3 separate regions of the Sus scrofa genome follow, and all the other regions are linked to region 1. The links are chromatin contacts, called in public HiChIP or PLAC-seq maps. All regions are on one chromosome and are shown on one strand. Each heading gives the region's core, a stretch centred on a gene start, on an enhancer-like site or on the middle of the called end of the contact. The rest is flanking DNA. Distances are from core to core; before and after follow the strand shown.

Region 1 (3,108 bases), core at 389-2,888:
CAAGATGAAAAAATGACTTTGGAATGAACAGAGTGACTTGGAGCCTCCCTTTCCACATGTTTAGCTCGGAGCAGTTCCTGGGCACTCTCACCCCTGTCATTTGACTAGATCTTCACACTCTTCCTGTAAAGTAGGGAGTTCATTCTACCACTGGCTGCAGTGTGAATACCATAGTATATTTTACACATGAGAACGAGTGGCTCTGAGAAGTTGGTGACCTAGATATTTCAAAGTTTGGTAAAGAGTTGATCCAGCCTAGAGTCTAAATCTTTGAAGTTCTACTCCATCAGACTTCTGGAAAGGGAGGGCTCATTCTGACTCTAGGAATCTTTCAGCCTTTGCAGCTCAGCGTCTTCTCTTGCTCCATGGGGCTGAGTAGCTACTTGATATGGTTGACTTCACCATATAAAGAACCACAAAGAATAAAGCAGGCCTCCCTTGTTCATTCACAAAATCCATTATCACAGGCCTGCAGAGGACCCAGGTGCCCTCTTTGAGGAGACTGTGCAATGATTCAGCAGCCTCTCTCACCACAATCTATTCTCAAGCCTGCTACCTGGGCCCCCCGGTTTGGCTTCAGTCCATTCTCTTAAGATAATCCCAGACCTCTCAGATAGATTAGCTGACAGCCAAAGATTCTGCAATGACAGGACTTCCAGCACTTTTCTGCCTCATCCCTCTTTCTCATTTGAGGGGAGAGAGGAGGGCGAGGATATTTACTTAAAACTCGGACTCTCCAACTCCAGGGTGAGAGCTGTTTGCTATCTTTCTTCAGTCCTCCTAAACCGCCCATCCCTTCCGGAGATCGCAACGCCACCAGCCCACCCTTCCTGAGGCAGACTGGCCACAAGCCATCTGAGCAGCAGGTGCTGAGTCTGCTGGGGCTGCCCGGGTCCCTGGACTCAACGGGCACTGTGGAGGTCAAGACAAGGTCACACCGACACTTTCTTCCCGTGTGATCATCTTGCTTCTTGGAAAAGGAATCCTGAGAAACCCTCAGGCTTTATCACCCGGTGCCCTCAGCCCCACACCCACTGTCCCTACTCACCCAAGCTACTCCACACGACCTAACTAAAGGAGCCATGCAGCCTCGAGTGCTTGAGAGGAGGATAACCACTGAGCACTTGCTTTGAGATGCCTTTACCGCAGAAGGGGTTTTCACTTAATAATGGCTAACATTTATTGCATTATGTAGGAAGTCCTCTTTCAAACTCTTTAAGTGTATGTACTCATGCGATGCCCTGTGAGAACTCTCATCTTCACACGGATGGGGAAACTGAGGTATTTAGAGCAATCAAGTAACTCATCTGAAGTCACCTAAATAAAGCAGCAGGGTCAAGATTAGGACCAGGCAGTTTAACTCCAAAATCCCTCATTTTAGCTCAGTTTGTTGAAGTTCCTCTACTGTGGCCAATTTTATTTTTCCCTCTTTTGAGAGCATTGAGAAGAGTAAAAAAGGGTGTAAACCAGCTTTAGCAGAAAGTGCTAAACAAATTGCCAACTGGGCAGGAGGGTATTACTCATCTGGTATCTAGGACCATTTATCAGCAGTGAAATTGTATGATTTGCATGTCAAAGGCCTAGAGCTGCTCACCACCCCCCCCTTAAAGGAACTGGGGCAGGCCAGAATGATGCAATCAGGACTTGGACCTCCTCCCAGAGGAAGAGGAAATAGTCTGGGTCACACCAGATTCTGTAAACCCTGTCTGAATCCCTGGGGTAACCTCTGAGCTGTGGGGGTGGGGGTGGGGCTGTGGGGTTCCAGTCCTTTTTTCTCCCCTTCTGGAGGAGCCTCTTCATGTTTTGGTAACCCACCCTTGCCACCCACCCTGCTGGTAGTGTGGCATCATCAGGAAGGAGGCTTATAGCCTAGGAGCTGCCTAGGCACGTGCATGTTTACATCTACAGAGCTGGTGTAACTTGGTAGCAAAGAGAAGAGCAAAAATAAACACACCCCATTATCATTTACTGATCTTAATTGGGTACACAGTGCCATAAAAAATATTCCAGCCACAGGTTTGGCTTTGACCATATCACCAGCCAATGCTGTCAAGCTCTTGGTTTTCTTTATTCCCAGATTTGGTCATCCTGCTTGCTTAGTCTGGCTGTGTTGACTTAAAATAACTAGACAGCCCACTGTGATTGCCCCTGGCTCCGAGTCACAGTGGGTCCTTCTAATTTTATGTCATCTGAGGATCAGACTCAGATACATCCAGAGACATTTGCAGTGAGACAGTGGAGACATTTGCAGGAGCCCTGTGGTCATGTGTTGCTCTGAACTGAGGTGCGGGTTGGAAAGAACAGGCCCGAGTGCAGCCATAAATGAAGATTTGTCATCTCCCTTCCTTCCCGTGCTTCATTAGTTAAGAGTGCCACCCTTGGCTTCTTCCTGTCCCAGCCACCCCACCATCACCTCTACTTCCCTGTCAGCTGCTCTTTCTCTCCCCACCACACCCTTTATTCCCTAGTGTAATAAGTCCGTTCTGCACTCTCCCTTCCTTATTTGATTTTCAGAGCCCAACCAGTCATAAAGCCAGTTTTTCAAGCACCATACAACATAAAATCCTGATTTGCCTATTTACATTATAACCCAGAATTGGCAGCCGCCTTCCCCTTGCATTTCTGCATCTTTGGCACCACTCTCCCCACCCTGTGTTAGCCACTGCCCTGGTACAGATGCCCCTGAGCAAAACCCTGCCTGTGCCACCTGCCCTGGTTCTGGGAGGCACGACTTAGCAGGAGTGAGCTAGGTGGAGCACAAATCTGTGCCTGGAATCTGTGTCTTAACATGTGTTCTTGGGGAAAAGGTGTAATTTCCCCAGCTTTCTCTCATCCAGCCAGTTCTGTTCAGCCTGCAGCTCAGATCAGAAGAACCTGTGACCACAGGGCTCATTTGTGATTTGGGAGTGGGACTGATACCTGCCTTCCCTATGTTATTACTGCAGGGATTACCTGAGGTACTCCAGGTGAAGCCTGCACCATGGGGGGGGGTAAGGGGGGACATGGAGAATACTTGGTTAGTCATGGTGATAATTACTGTCAGCTATTCCAGAGAGCCAAGGCAAGGTGGCATGTGACATTCCCCAGAAAATGGGCCGAGGGGGACTC
Region 2 (3,108 bases), core at 367-2,866, 220 kb after region 1:
GATGAATGGGGAGTTTGGGGCCAGTAGGTGCAAACCACTACATTTAGAATGGATAAGCAACGAGGTCCCACTCTACAGCACAGGGAACTATATTCAGTCTCCTGGGATATACCATGATGGAATATGAGAAAAAGAATGTACGTATGCATGACTGGTCACTTTCCTGCACAACAGAAGCTGACACAACATTGCAAATCCAATAAATATTAAAAAAAAAAAATGGTTATCACATATCTTCAGACTCTATGTTCATGGAGTAATTTGGGAATAAATCCATAATTTGCTGCTGGGTACTGTAGTACTTCGCAGTCTGCTGTATTACATTATGATTTTCCCTGGCAGTTTTTGGGTGGCTTCCAAATCACTGACAGGAGAATTTTGCTCCAGGCACTGGAGCTGGGGCTTCAGGAATTCCTTGACACAGTTTTGAACTGGTTGTTCCAAGTTTGGTTATTCCAGGCTTGGGGGCACCAGGTCTGGCTCTTCCAGGTTTGGTTGCTCTAAGACTGGCTGTTCCAGGTCTGTTTGCTCCATGATGGGTTATTCCAACTCTGGTTACCCTTCATGGGCAGGTTTCCAGAAGTGTTCACCAGGCATATTTGGTGGTAGGAATAGAAGCCTGGGGATTCTGTACTGGCTAAGCCCTAAATCACACTGTTGCTATTCCTTGGACAGTTGTTTTTCTGCCACCTCTTAGAGTTCATTAGCTTGTTCTGGAACCAGGTCTTAACCTATTTGTAGCTAAGGTTCAGGATATTGGAAAGTCCTTGCGAATGCTGGAGGCTGAGGTATTTCTGCTTCTGAAAACTGTCATTGATGACACAGAGCTGGGTCTGAGAGAACACAGTTCTTACCGTCTACTTCTTGACTGGAACCTTTACTTCTTTCTTTTCTGTGCTCTTCTCTTCAGACATGGGCAGTGGTTTTATTCTGGGGCATGTGGGAGAATCAGGGCTGTTCAGTTTCTGTGTTGAGGGTTTAAGCACATGACATCTGCAAGGAGACATAATTTTCTACAGACCTGTAAACGTCAGGCATTGGTGAAGATTCCCTAGAATTGGATGCTTTGGGGACAAGCTGGATCCACACTCATGCTGAGTTGAAGAGGGAAAAGAAAAAAAGAAAAAAAACAAAAACAAAGAGCTAAATTGTAGGAAAAGTCCAGGCTTTAAGTTTTTAGGTAAAAGAGCTTAGAAGAATATGAAGATCTCCTCCCAGTATAAAAGTATCAAAAAAATGGGATGAAGTGAGTCACCTTTGCAGTAACAGGCGCTAAACAGCCCAATCTAGCAAAATGAGCCTATTTAAAAAAATTTTTTAATGTAAAGCTGTATGAGATATTGGTATATTTTGGAGATTAATCCCTTGTTGATTGCTTCATTTGCAAAGGGGATAGATTACTTTTGATTGTGGACTAGAAAGGAAAGTTTTTGGTCGTCTCCTCACCCTACATAGTTTCCTGAGCAGTTTCATTTTTGGCCACGGTTTCTGTTGCGACTTCCCGTATTTCTATTTATAACTATTTCCATTTCATTGCCAATTTGATATTTTTATCTGGAGGTATGTTCTTCTATATTATAAACTAAAAATTTCTGAAACTAAACTGAACCACTCCTACCCCAAAACAATTTCAAAAACTGCTTTTCCTCTTATAATGAATATCATGATTGATATACCACAGTATACACATGACTCCAGCAAAAATTAAGTCATTCTTAACTTTTCTTTTGCTTTCATTATCTACACTCAGTTGGTCTCTAAATTTTAATAGATTACCATTTGCATGTATCTCTTGATCCATTTCCTCCTTCCACTCTTGTCTGCCTGCCTTTGAGTTCTTCAGCTTATTATTACATTTGGCATGAACTGCATCTCTGCCAGCAGATTTGTGCCCTTTTAATCTCATCCAGGTTTCCAAGAAGTGGACTTCCTAATGTGAAAATTAGATCATGTCATACTCCTGTTGAAAATGCCTCAGCTGCTTCCCTCCTTCATCTTCACATACCAAAAAAAAAAAAAAACAAACAAAAAAAAAACCTTTTTTGTTTATAAATATATTAGAAGGATAGCACATTTTTATTTATCAAAATAAGACATGCATTTTGAAAAGCTGGGGGAAAAAAACAGGCCCAGGCAATAAAATCTAAACTTCTTAGCATAGCAAGCAAAGATACTTATGATCTGGCCTCTTCTGACTTCTCCAAATTAATTGGGAGGAGGAAAAGACCCCCTTCTGCTGTGGTCGCCTATAGCCTGAGAGCTCCACATGCTGTTCTGCTGTCTTAGTGCAATGATGCTATCCTCAACTCCAAACACATACTTAGCTTCCAAGAGCTACCTACTGCATCTATTTGTAGAGCTTTCCTTGTTTCTTTAAGAAATTACTGTTTCATGTATGTAAGTCTGTCATGGCCTTTTTTCTGCTTTTGCAATTATTTGCTTGCTTGTACCATTTTTTGCTTTAAGGCTGTATGACCATGGCTGAAAGCATATGTTCTGTAGCTAGACTGCTAAATCCTGACTGCCTATATCCGGGTGACCTTAGACACATTACTTCTTTTCTTTGTGCATCATTTTCTTCATCTTTAATAATCTCTACTTTAGATAAAGTATAATGCGTGTATTAGTATCATCTTCAACTTGAAGATTATATGAGGAAAACAACTTTAAGTCCTTAGTGCTAACTATAAAGTAGATAAGAAGCCTCTGCCCCACTGTACAAGGAATGTGAGAGGGCACTGGCTTTGTATCACATAATCCTTGATTCCATGCTGGCTTGCAGTCCTGGTAACAGTGTGACCTGGATCTTAGGCACTGTTGTAAATCTCATGGTCCTTATCTGTTAAAAAAGGGTCATGCTTGTAAGGATTAAAAGAGTGTTGAGCACCTATTACACACAGTGACTGTTTGACCGCTGGGGTTAGAGTTAAGAAAAATGAAGATAGAAGAGCCAAGAAGTATTTTATGGCATTTACTGCCAGTGTTTATGTCAGTGTATGATAGAAGAGAGATGCCCTTCCTTTTTTGAGGAATTAGTTTTTATTTTTTTTATTTTTTTGTCTTTTTAGGGTGGCATCCATGACATATGGAAGTTCCCGGGCTAGGGGT
Region 3 (3,108 bases), core at 415-2,914, 150 kb after region 1:
GAGGGGTGTGTTCTACCTACTTTGCTGACATAGTGTAGTCTGGATATCTCCATAGTATATATTTGAGTGGTTTTACTAAAATTCTTTCTAGTGAGATTTAGGCAAGGAGCTGGGTGGAAGTTGCTTTGTATTTTTGGCACTCTCTGGAAGGAGAAAATAAAATGAGAACAGAGCTGTTCCAAGTACAAGTCCAGGCTGATTATCAGCAAGGTAAACAGTGCAACACTATCCTCATGTAAATGTAAATATTTTGCTCATTGTTTAGGGGCTGCTAGAAGAAAGAGTTGGAAAATGCCATCCCTACTTCTATATGGAAGAAAGCCCCACATGCACTAAATTTTAAATCATTAAAGAACTATTGAAATAATCTTAATATTCAGTGGAGAAACTAGTTGCTCATTTAAATTATCTGTAGGATTTTTGAAATCCATGTGACAAAACACATATAGTGATAAAAATAATCCTTCCCCTTGAAAAAAAACCCCTAGACTAAAACCCAGAAGGTTCTACCTGCTAGTCTCAGCTCTATCCACTGCCTCGTTGTCTATTGACCTTGAAAAAGTCATTTAGTTTCTCAGGACTCGGTTTTTTAACCCTGAAATGAGAGAATTAGATTAGATAGATTCCCTTTAGGATAAAAAATAAATAAAACATTACTTTTATGACAGCAATTATTACCAAAGTGAATAAACTGAATATCCTAAATAAAGAGGATATTGGGATAAAAGAGTTTCTGAATGACCAAGCAATGAAATTACAGAAAATAACAAGCACAAATGATATGCTTTTTTTAAAAGCACGGCTGTCGGCAAGTACTAAATTACATTTGGACATCGAAAAGCCATGAAAGGATTCACGCAAACAAAAAGAAACAATATGAGATAAGAAGCATACACAGTCATGTTGTAGCCATAATACTGTCCAACTCATTGGACCAGAGAAGAAACAAATTTGCTATATATTTCCATTTGTAAAACATGCACACCATCTGGGTCATTGTGACATGGATTGAATGTCAAGTTACTCCTTAACTGGAATCAATGCATAAAAGCTCCATTTCTGAGCAGGTGGAAAGGGAGCCACAGCCAGGCTGGAACCATTAGAAAATATTTTTAGGGCCACACTTATATTCATTTCATAAAATAATGTACTTGTCACTGTCTACTTGTATACTGTACGGTCTAAGAATAACTTTCAAATTAAAATATGATTATTGCTCCCCTTAAAATTGTCCTGGCAAAATTTTCTCTTTTCTGCCCCTCCAAATGGGACCAGTCATTGACTCATTACTCCGAAGCAGACATATTCAATTGAGAGAGAAAAAAACAAGCCACATATAAAGCAAAACTGTAAGGGCTGCAAGCAGCCTTGGCCACATTTATGAAAGATTAGGATAATCCTCGCTAGTCTGTCCTGATGGCTGGAGATGGATTAAATTACTTTCTGAGTTTCTTTTAGGATCAAGATGCCATAGAAAGTTTCAGTACTTGGTACAGTTAAAGGGAGAAAAGACTGTATTTGCTTATTTTTAAAAAATTATCTTTGTACGTGGATAAATACTTGTATATTTTACATTGGATTCCTTGTAACTATTTTCAGAGACACCATTTACTTAGAAGACAGCTGGGTAATGCAGTGAAATCCTGTGGGTGGAGGTGAAATGTCTTAACAGGAAGTAATTTATCTTCCTCGTGGGTTATCAGGATATGTTGATGACTAGACTTGTTACTCAAATGATTTCCTAACGACTTCAAAGGAAACGATGTTGAATCTAAAACCGTCTAGCACTGGAAAGCCTTGTGTGGGTTTCAACTCTGCCTCAAGGACCACATTTTCCAAGGGGTCAGAAGACAAGGTATATATAGAATTTCAAATATCATCTACCATAGTGGCTATACTCTGAGGCCTAAACATGTCACAAGAGGCTGCTAGTAGAAACAAGCAAATCCTTGCTGCATGGTAGAGTGAATTTTTGTAGAGAACATTCCAAAACACCCTTCAAGATTACCAAGGGGGGAAAAAAAGGACAGAAATATAAATGTAGAGTCTGATGGAAACCTAAAGCACAAGGGAGCAGATAGTTGTCATTTTGGGCTGAATACAAAAATTCCAAGAAGCAGAAGAAAAACAAATTTTAACTAAGTGTCGTCTTTCCCATTCAAAACGAAACTCTGCATAAGTAATCTCATGCAGGTTGTGAAGCTCTTACACGAAACTAACCAAAAAAATATATATATATTATATATATATATATACACATACACCAGAATTGCAGGAGCAGTTGCAGGTATGTTTGTTTTTAACCTGAAACACAAAACTGAGCCATAAAAAGTACAGTTGACCACATATGTTAGTTTTCTTCACTTTTAGAACTGGCCAATGTTAAAACTTCAGAATGAAGAAACTGCATCATTCAGACATTAAAAATGCCTTTCTAGGAGTTCCCATTGTGGTTCAGTGGCCTAAGAACCTGACATAGTCTCTTTGAGGATGTGGGTTCAATTCCTGGCATTGCTCGGTGGATTAAGGATATGGTGTTGCCACAGGCTGCAGCATAGGTCACAGGTGCAGCTCAGAGCTGGTGTTGCTATGGCTATGGCATAGGCCAGCAGCTGCAGCTCTGATTAGACCACTAGCCTGGGAATTCCCATATGCTGCAAGTACAGCCCTAAAAAAAAAAAAGGAAGAAAAAAAATGTCTTTCTAAACTTTACTGTAGTAATTAAACACCACAACCATATTTTTCAAAAATATATCAAAATAAAACCAACAAGGAAACAGAATTGTGGAATTCCCTGACTTTGTGTTGAAAGTATTTCAGAGTTCCTATCGTGGCTCAGTGGTTAACAAACCTGACTAGCATCCATGAGGACATGGGTTCAATTCCTGGCCTCACTCAGTGGGTTAAGGATCTGGTGTTGCTGTGGCTGTGGTGTAGGCCAGCAGCTATAGCTCCAATTCGACCCCAGCATGGGAACCTCCATATGCTGTGAGTGCAGCCCTAAAATAGCAAAAGGGGGGGGGCATTTCAATAGCAGCCTCTGTATGACACCAGAACACCTTAAATGTGTGTTGTATTTAACTTTTTTTTTTCCAGAGGAATAAAGAA

Evidence for each region. HiChIP or PLAC-seq counts read pairs in DNA pulled down with a chosen protein or histone mark.
Region 2: a contact with region 1 is called in an H3K27ac HiChIP or PLAC-seq map of alveolar macrophages, with 6 times the contacts expected there. The contact joins two enhancer-like sites. A contact is called at or near these places in 1 of 47 Hi-C or Micro-C datasets (embryonic fibroblasts) and 2 of 2 datasets of contacts at active chromatin or transcription factors (alveolar macrophages and skeletal muscle).
Region 3: a contact with region 1 is called in an H3K27ac HiChIP or PLAC-seq map of alveolar macrophages. The contact joins two enhancer-like sites. A contact is called at or near these places in 2 of 2 datasets of contacts at active chromatin or transcription factors (alveolar macrophages and skeletal muscle).

What each region holds. Positions count from the first base shown.
Region 1 is chr1:190,439,988-190,443,095 of Sscrofa11.1, forward strand. No RefSeq gene overlaps it. Among named protein-coding and RNA genes, the nearest start is that of HIF1A, 180 kb to the right of the region's middle. Within about 2 kb of position 1,639, at least 17 of the 83 cell types and tissues checked have an H3K27ac peak or open chromatin away from gene starts, as enhancers often do. A contact at or near this core is called in alveolar macrophages, where this site is marked.
Region 2 is chr1:190,655,860-190,658,967 of Sscrofa11.1, forward strand. All of the region lies in intron 6 of HIF1A (hypoxia inducible factor 1, alpha subunit (basic helix-loop-helix transcription factor)), which reads left to right. It also overlaps the pseudogene LOC106507611. Among named protein-coding and RNA genes, the nearest start is that of SNAPC1, 20 kb to the right of the region's middle. Within about 2 kb of position 1,617, at least 12 of the 83 cell types and tissues checked have an H3K27ac peak or open chromatin away from gene starts, as enhancers often do. A contact at or near this core is called in alveolar macrophages, where this site is marked.
Region 3 is chr1:190,593,632-190,596,739 of Sscrofa11.1, forward strand. No RefSeq gene overlaps it. Among named protein-coding and RNA genes, the nearest start is that of HIF1A, 30 kb to the right of the region's middle. Within about 2 kb of position 1,665, at least 8 of the 83 cell types and tissues checked have an H3K27ac peak or open chromatin away from gene starts, as enhancers often do. A contact at or near this core is called in alveolar macrophages, where this site is marked.